2 separate regions of the Zea mays genome follow, and region 1 is linked to region 2. The links are chromatin contacts, called in public Hi-C maps. All regions are on one chromosome and are shown on one strand. The core of a region is the stretch at or near the end of the contact, and the rest is flanking DNA. Distances in the headings are between cores, read along the strand shown. Region 1 holds the start of LOC103629312 (paired amphipathic helix protein Sin3-like 4). Region 2 holds the start of LOC103629308.

Evidence for each region. A called contact is a pair of places that touch in the nucleus more often than the background predicts.
Region 1: a contact with region 2 is called in a Hi-C map of endosperm, with 4 times the contacts expected there. The contact joins the promoter of LOC103629312 here to the promoter of LOC103629308 in region 2. A contact is called at or near these places in 2 of 25 Hi-C or Micro-C datasets (ear and endosperm).

Annotation. Positions count from the first base shown.
Region 1 is chr6:54,273,702-54,277,252 of Zm-B73-REFERENCE-NAM-5.0, forward strand. LOC103629312 (paired amphipathic helix protein Sin3-like 4) reads left to right here and starts at 2,050. Exons shown (of 20, transcript XM_020540235.3): 1 at 2,050-2,855; 2 at 2,933-3,031; 3 at 3,139-3,357. The coding sequence starts at 2,499.
Region 2 is chr6:53,558,895-53,562,161 of Zm-B73-REFERENCE-NAM-5.0, forward strand. It overlaps LOC103629308, which reads left to right and starts at 1,508. Exons shown (of 21, transcript XM_008650468.3): 1 at 1,508-1,910; 2 at 2,009-2,071; 3 at 2,234-2,511; 4 at 2,596-2,695; 5 at 2,785-2,862; 6 at 2,942-3,001; 7 at 3,122-3,226. The coding sequence starts at 1,758.

The sequences.
Region 1 (3,551 bases), core at 800-3,299, 720 kb after region 2:
GAAATATCAACTTGGGTTTTATGATAAAACTTGGCTTCTATTAATGATAAATACCTGACCAACTAAAAGCAACTGCTTTGAGCTTAACCCCACATACAGCTAGTCCACTTCAACCAAGCGGGACATTTGATGAGTATGTTAATGTGTAGTCATCCTTGTCTAAACACCAAACCCCAGGTTGTCCCTATTGCAACCATTTCTCAGGAGAAGATGAAGGAAATGCGGAGGATTTCCAGGAGTTATAGGACTTTAAGTAATTCTAATCTAGACTAGCGACGAACCCCTAGTCGGCTCCAGTGAAAGCCTTATCTTACTGCATTTCGTTCATCACTTTGATTTATGTTTAAGTTAATGACTATATGGATGATTTGGGCATCATGATGTAATAAAATTTTACTTATTTCCGCTATTATTTGAGCATTGTGTGATGATTCCAATTATGTAATCACTATGTATGTGAATTTCTGATCTTGGCATGTGCATGGTTCGCATTCGGTTTACCTTCTAAAACTAGGTGTGACAATAGCGGAGGCTAGGTGCTAAGGAATTCTTGGTAGTTGGCCACTGCCTGTGGACACTGTTGTTACCCACCACCCCCAAAGTGTTGAGGCTAACATTGCACAAGCTGCCGAAGAATTTCATTCTACTGCCCCATCAGCTCTTGCGTCATGGGAGGATGTGCTAGCGACGGAGGAACCTGCTTGTTCTGTCCACCGCGTGCTGTTTCTGCCATCTAAAATTCAGTAATCCCTGTTGTTATACTCATGATCCATACTTGTGAAATGTAACTTAACAAATAATGAGTATGCAGTAAAACCTTAAGTTTCCAATTTATCTCATATTTCATGACTTGGTACTAAACATGGTGAATTTGAACCATAACTTTGAAACTTGAAACCATCCAATTTTCATTTCACAAAAGAAGTTCCCATGGGTTACATCCAGTCAGAAGGACTCAACTCTCTAGTCTAGTACATCATGAGGTGCAAAAGCTAAGCTATGAGGAGTATAACTTCCTAACACTTCTACTGCTAACCCAACCGATCAATGAGCAACAAAGGCTGCACTAAATTCAAGTGAAGGGGTCCTCCAGAGTGAGCGGTGTCCAGGCTAGATGCCAGCTCGATCTCCTCGGGGTCCTTCGCCTCGTTGTCTTCATCCACCTCCATGCCTATTGCATCTCCTAATGATGCATCTCCAGGTCGGCATTTGTAACGTCCCGTCCACTCCCGGACCGGCAGTACTTACTCTTGGCAGCACGAGTCTTTTGTGTACACTTTGCCCTCACTCATGCACACCCGAGAAGACTTCCCGGCCAGTCACCCATCCCAAGATTACTCTAGGCCAAGCACGCTTAACCTAGAAGATCTTTCGAGATAGGATTACGAAAAAGAAAATGCACCTTGTTGGTATGTATACTATATTAATTCTATTAAGCCTTAGGCCAGGATATCACCATCCACTAGGCCAGGATATCACATCATTGGTCTCATCTAGCTCGACTTGCAAGTCGTGGAGCTGGTTCTCTAGGACTTCGATGGTGTCATCCCAGACCTCCACTTGCTCCTCGAGCTCGCGAGTGCGGGTGCCCATCTGCTCTATCTGGAGATGTTTCTCCACCAATTCCGTAGATAAGTCTACCACGAAGACTTTTCTGTCGTCAAGGGTTGTCTTAGCAATCTGAGTCAGTCCAGTCAGGTGCGACATTTATAATTCTCAGGTTTCACCTATTCACCCCCTCTAGGCGACTTTCACATGTACAACCTAAAGCCTTCTGATCGGCTTTCTCTATACCAAAGACATCTAATAAACTCCATCATACAATTGATGTCTTCAAAAATAGTTATATCATAAATATTGTTAAAAGACATTATGTATGAAGAGTCGTGTAGAGACAACCTCTTCGCAATGAGATATTAAATAAGATTATATATCTCTAAATTAATTAGATTTAATAAATCTTCTTATTATTTTATTCTTATTTATATAATTAGTTTTATAATTAGATTATACTTAATATTTATAACTAACATCTAAAATATCTGATGTGATAGGGACAGTAAGGAACCCTGACGGCCGCCTGACCCACCTGCACAGTACAACTGTACAAGACGTGGCGTGACTTCACTTCCAGTCTCTAGCGCTGTTTTCGTGTTTGCTACCGCCGCGGCTTCTGCTTCTCCCCTCCCTAGGGCGGGCGTGAATACGTGATCCATCATCTCCATCTCCGTCTGCTGTGGTGTGCTGGTTTGAGAGACTCGACGGCTGGCGAGACGAGACTGAAGGGCACAAATCTCTCCGCCATCTGTTAGATTCCATCGTATCCCCCACGTCTTGGCGTCGCTTCGTCGGCTGCGACCTGCGAGAAGCCGGTGCCGCCGCGCCGGTGGACGAAGACGATCAAGGATTAGGAACGGCAAGGTCCCTTGCGATCCGATCCAATTCTTCATTCTTCGATTCCTTCCTTGGGCGGGCGGCTCCCCTCAGCTTCCTTCCACATGGCTCGTCGCCCGCCGCCGTCACCCCCTCCCCCGGCGCAAGGGAACGGGAGTGGGAGCGGGAGCCTCACCACCAGAGACGCCCTCGCCTATCTCAAGGCCGTCAAGGACAAGTTCCAGGAAAAGCGCCACACGTACGAGCAGTTCATCCAGGTCATGCGTGATTTCAAGAGCGACAGGCTCGACAGCACCGGCGTGATCGCCCGTGTCAAGACCATCTTCCACGGCTACCCGGACCTAATCCTCGGATTCAACGCCTTCCTGCCCAAGGAGCATGCCATCAGGCCTCTGGACCTCCGCGAGGACAAGAAGCCCGTCGATTATCCCAGGGCCATCAGCCTTGTCAACAGGATTAAGGTATGCTATCTCCCTCCCTATTGCCTCAATCACGCATCTTTCCTTCCTTCTAATTACCTTACCTATCTTTCTCCCAGAGCCGATTCCAGCAGGAGGAACATGTCTACAAGTCATTCCTGGGGATCCTCAATAAGTACCGCATGCATAACAAGCCCATCCAAGATGTTTACAACGAGGTACCAGTACCATGCCTTCTCTCCACATGTCCTTTGTGCATATGCCATTGCCAATGCGTAATTCTCTTGTGTGTTGCTTTGAATGACCTTTTCTCTCCTACCCGCAGGTCACCGCACTGTTACATGGCCATCCAGATTTACTCGAGGAGTTCAGTCATTTTTTGCCTGATACGCCCATGCCTCCTCCGCAGGCAGGCACTACTACTAAAGTTAGGCATGATGACAATAATGCTATAATGCATTCTGTCACGAGAGCTCAGACAGTCCAGGTGAATCAACAAATTATAGAATCACCCGTGTTCAATTCCAAATCTCAGACAGTCCAGGTGAATCAACAAATTATAGAATCACCCGTGTTCAATTCCAAATGTTTCTTCAATTGCTATATTTTATACTCCCCAGTCCCCTCCAACAATGTAGGACATATCCTTTTTACCCATGCCTCCTCGGCAGGCTCAGGCACTACCTCTAAAGTTAGGCATGATGACAATAATGCTATAATGCAGTCTGTCACGAGAGC
Region 2 (3,267 bases), core at 258-2,757:
GATGGTTAATAATGATGATTATAATTTTGATCTCTGGTATTTCCTCTTAGAGGAGGTACTTTTGGGCAATAATTGGGTTATTACTAAAACTTGGCTCTACTAATAGTAATAAATACTTGACCAACTAAAAGCAACTGCTTAACCCTAAACCCCACATACAGCTAGTCCACTTTAGCCAAACGGGACATTTGCTGAGTACGTTGATGTGTACTCACACTTGCTTTACAAACCACCCCCACCCCAGGTTGTCCTCACTGTATTCAGTGCTCAGGAGGAGATGCTGGCAACATGGAGGACTTTGAGGAGTTTCAGGACTACGACGAGTTCTAGTTTTTCTTAGTGGCAAACCCCCAGTCAGCTGCCTGTATAGTCCTTATCTACTACGTTTCGTATTTCCGCACTTTGATGATATTAATGACTATGCTATGTATTAGACTCTGTGGATGTCTTAGACATCTTATTGTAATAAAAGTACCTTTCCACTATTTACTTTGAGCAATGTGTGATGATGTCCAATTATGTAATCGCTATGTACGTGAGTTTCTGATCCTGGCACATACATGGTTCGCATTCGGTTTGCCTTCCAAAACCGGGTGTGACAGAAGAGTGCCGACTCTTTGATATCTCGACAAAAAATTGGAGGAGTCTTCTTGCCCTTACTTTACATTTCACATTTACTTTGAGCATTTTACTTTGTGCAATTGCTTAGTTAGTATTTGTAGTAATGACTTAGTGTTGTTGTCTATCTAGTAGTATTTACTTGTTGCTAGTAGTTTGGGTGAATTTGGGCTCATTCTTAGGGTTTAACTTTTGTTAGAATTCTAGAAAAGCCCAATTCACCCCCTCTTGGGCATCGTGATCCTTTTAGTGAACACCGGAGCAAATTTTGGTGGTGGCGTGGTCCCAAAAAATCGAGGGAGCGATGTAAAAATCGAGGTGAACACCGAAGCGGTGGTTTGGTGGCGTGGTCGTACTTTGACCTCAAACTAAACACATCCTAAAGGGATTAAAGTATGATTTTTACCTTATTTGTCCTCTCATCTTTTTTGGTACAAAACAAGCAACCACTAATTAATAGGGTTAATACAATTATTATTCGCACCAATTAATATTCTTTAGTTAGGTTTAGTCACTGAAACAAAATGAGATAATTTAGTGACTAAACTTAGTTAGGTGACTAAAGAAACCAAATAGATCTAAAATGAACTAAAAAAAAGTACCTATAAACCAAATACGCCTTTAGTTGGTTTCACATTAAACATTAGAGTACCAATTATAAATATTACATAAAGTAAAATCACAAATTAAATAAATACGAGACAAATTTATTTAACTCAATTAATCTACTAATTAGTAATTGTTTACTGTAGCATTAGAGAATCATACACTAATTAGATTTAACGTTTAATATTTATTAATGTAATTAGCTTTTTAATCAAATTGTATTTAATATTCCTAAATCAAACATTGCAACCAAAAAAAAAAATGCCTCCAGATCCAAACGGTCCGGTCCGGTCCCTCACACTCATCAAGGGCGGCTCACTCTCATGTCATGTGGCGGCGTCCTTCTCCCTCGCTGCTCCGTCTCTCTCAGTCTCTCTCCTGCCCTGTCCGTCCCACTCCCCGTCCAGCGGAGAGAGACCCTGTGGGCTGTGGCCGGGCAGCCGTTTCCCCTCCCCTTCCCTCTCCGCTCCCTCCAGAGTCTACTGTAGCGCAGTGCCGTAGGGTTTCGCGTCCTATCCTTCCTCGCATCCTCCATGGCCGATCCTGACGACCTCGGCCGCCGCCTCGCCGCGGTCGCCGTATCCGAGTCTCCTACCGCCGCCGCGGCTGCGCTGGAGAGCAGCAACAACAACCTGTTCCAGGTGATGCGCGCCGTGGAGGACGCGGAGGCCACCATCCGCCAGCAGGTATCAGTACCAATCTCTTCCTGCCTCTGCCTCTGCCAATTTGAGGGAATCGGCTGCAACTAGAACAAGCGACCCATCACTCCTGTATCTCTCTTCAGCTGGAGGAGAACAGCCGGTTGAAGGACGAGCTGATGCTCAAGACGCGGGAGCTCCACAGAATTGTAAGCACATTCGATTTCGACGCCCCTTCCCGATCCAAACAAATCATATACTCTTAACTAGTGCAGCACAGCACAACTCATCATTTCCTTTTTGCTCTATCATGCCATTCCATTTGCCTATAGAAACTAATGTGCTGTACGTCTCATCTCCGACCTAACCAGAGGTCAGAAGCCACAGACCAAGCTTCCTCTCATGGGATCCGTATCCATCAGGATCGCGCTCTTGGTGCCCACACAGACACCTCCTCCACTGCTCCCATCAGGACTACCGCTACAGCAGCAGAGGCCTTCGAATGGGGAGCTGGGGATGCCGGCATCAACCACAAGTACCTTGAGGCCAACCAGGCTAATGGAATTCCCCGTAAATCACCGAGCGCTCCCGATAGCGCTTTCCCATCTCAGCTATCTACCCCGTCTTCGCGATCCCTTTCACCAACTAGGTACCAAGTAGCACATTCCAAATCCAGCCTCTGTTAATATCATACTACCCTGTTTCCTTACCTTCATTGAGCCTTTCCTTGCAGGCACCACAAAGAAACAGACTATGATTCTAGGCTCAACTTATCCGGACAAGGCGCACTGCCTGTTTCAGACCTCAACTCAAACGTCGTCATCTGGAAGCAGGTATCAACTGTTTGCTTCGTGTGTCTGTTGCCATACTTTTTGATCGATTGATTCACTCTTCTTGCTGAGCTGCTTATTTCCTTCCACAGGATCTCCTTGTTAAGGTCAAAGAACAAGGGGAGGAGATTGCACAGCTGAGAAGGCATCTTTCTGACTACTCTGTCAAGGTGACTACACACTAACAATCTTTTTCCTGTAATGTTCTTTCTTCAATCTGTAGTGTTTCACTCGTGTGTATTTTAACAGGAGGCCCAAATACTTAATGAGAAACATGTCCTGGAAAAACGCATTGCATATATGCGCATGGTAAACATTTTATTTATGACGCATCAAGTACTACCTTGGAGTTTGTAAAAAAAAACTACTACCTTAGAGTCATGGCACTATGATTTAAGTGTTTATTTTTTTCCTTTTTTTGTGGGGCAGGCATTTGATCAGCAGCAGCAAGATCTGGTTGATGCTGCATCGAAAGCTTTGTCCTACAGACAGGATATTATCGAAGAAAACATCCGTCTTACATATGCATTGCAGGTAATGTTTTCCTGCCTGAAGCTATTATATCATCTCTTATA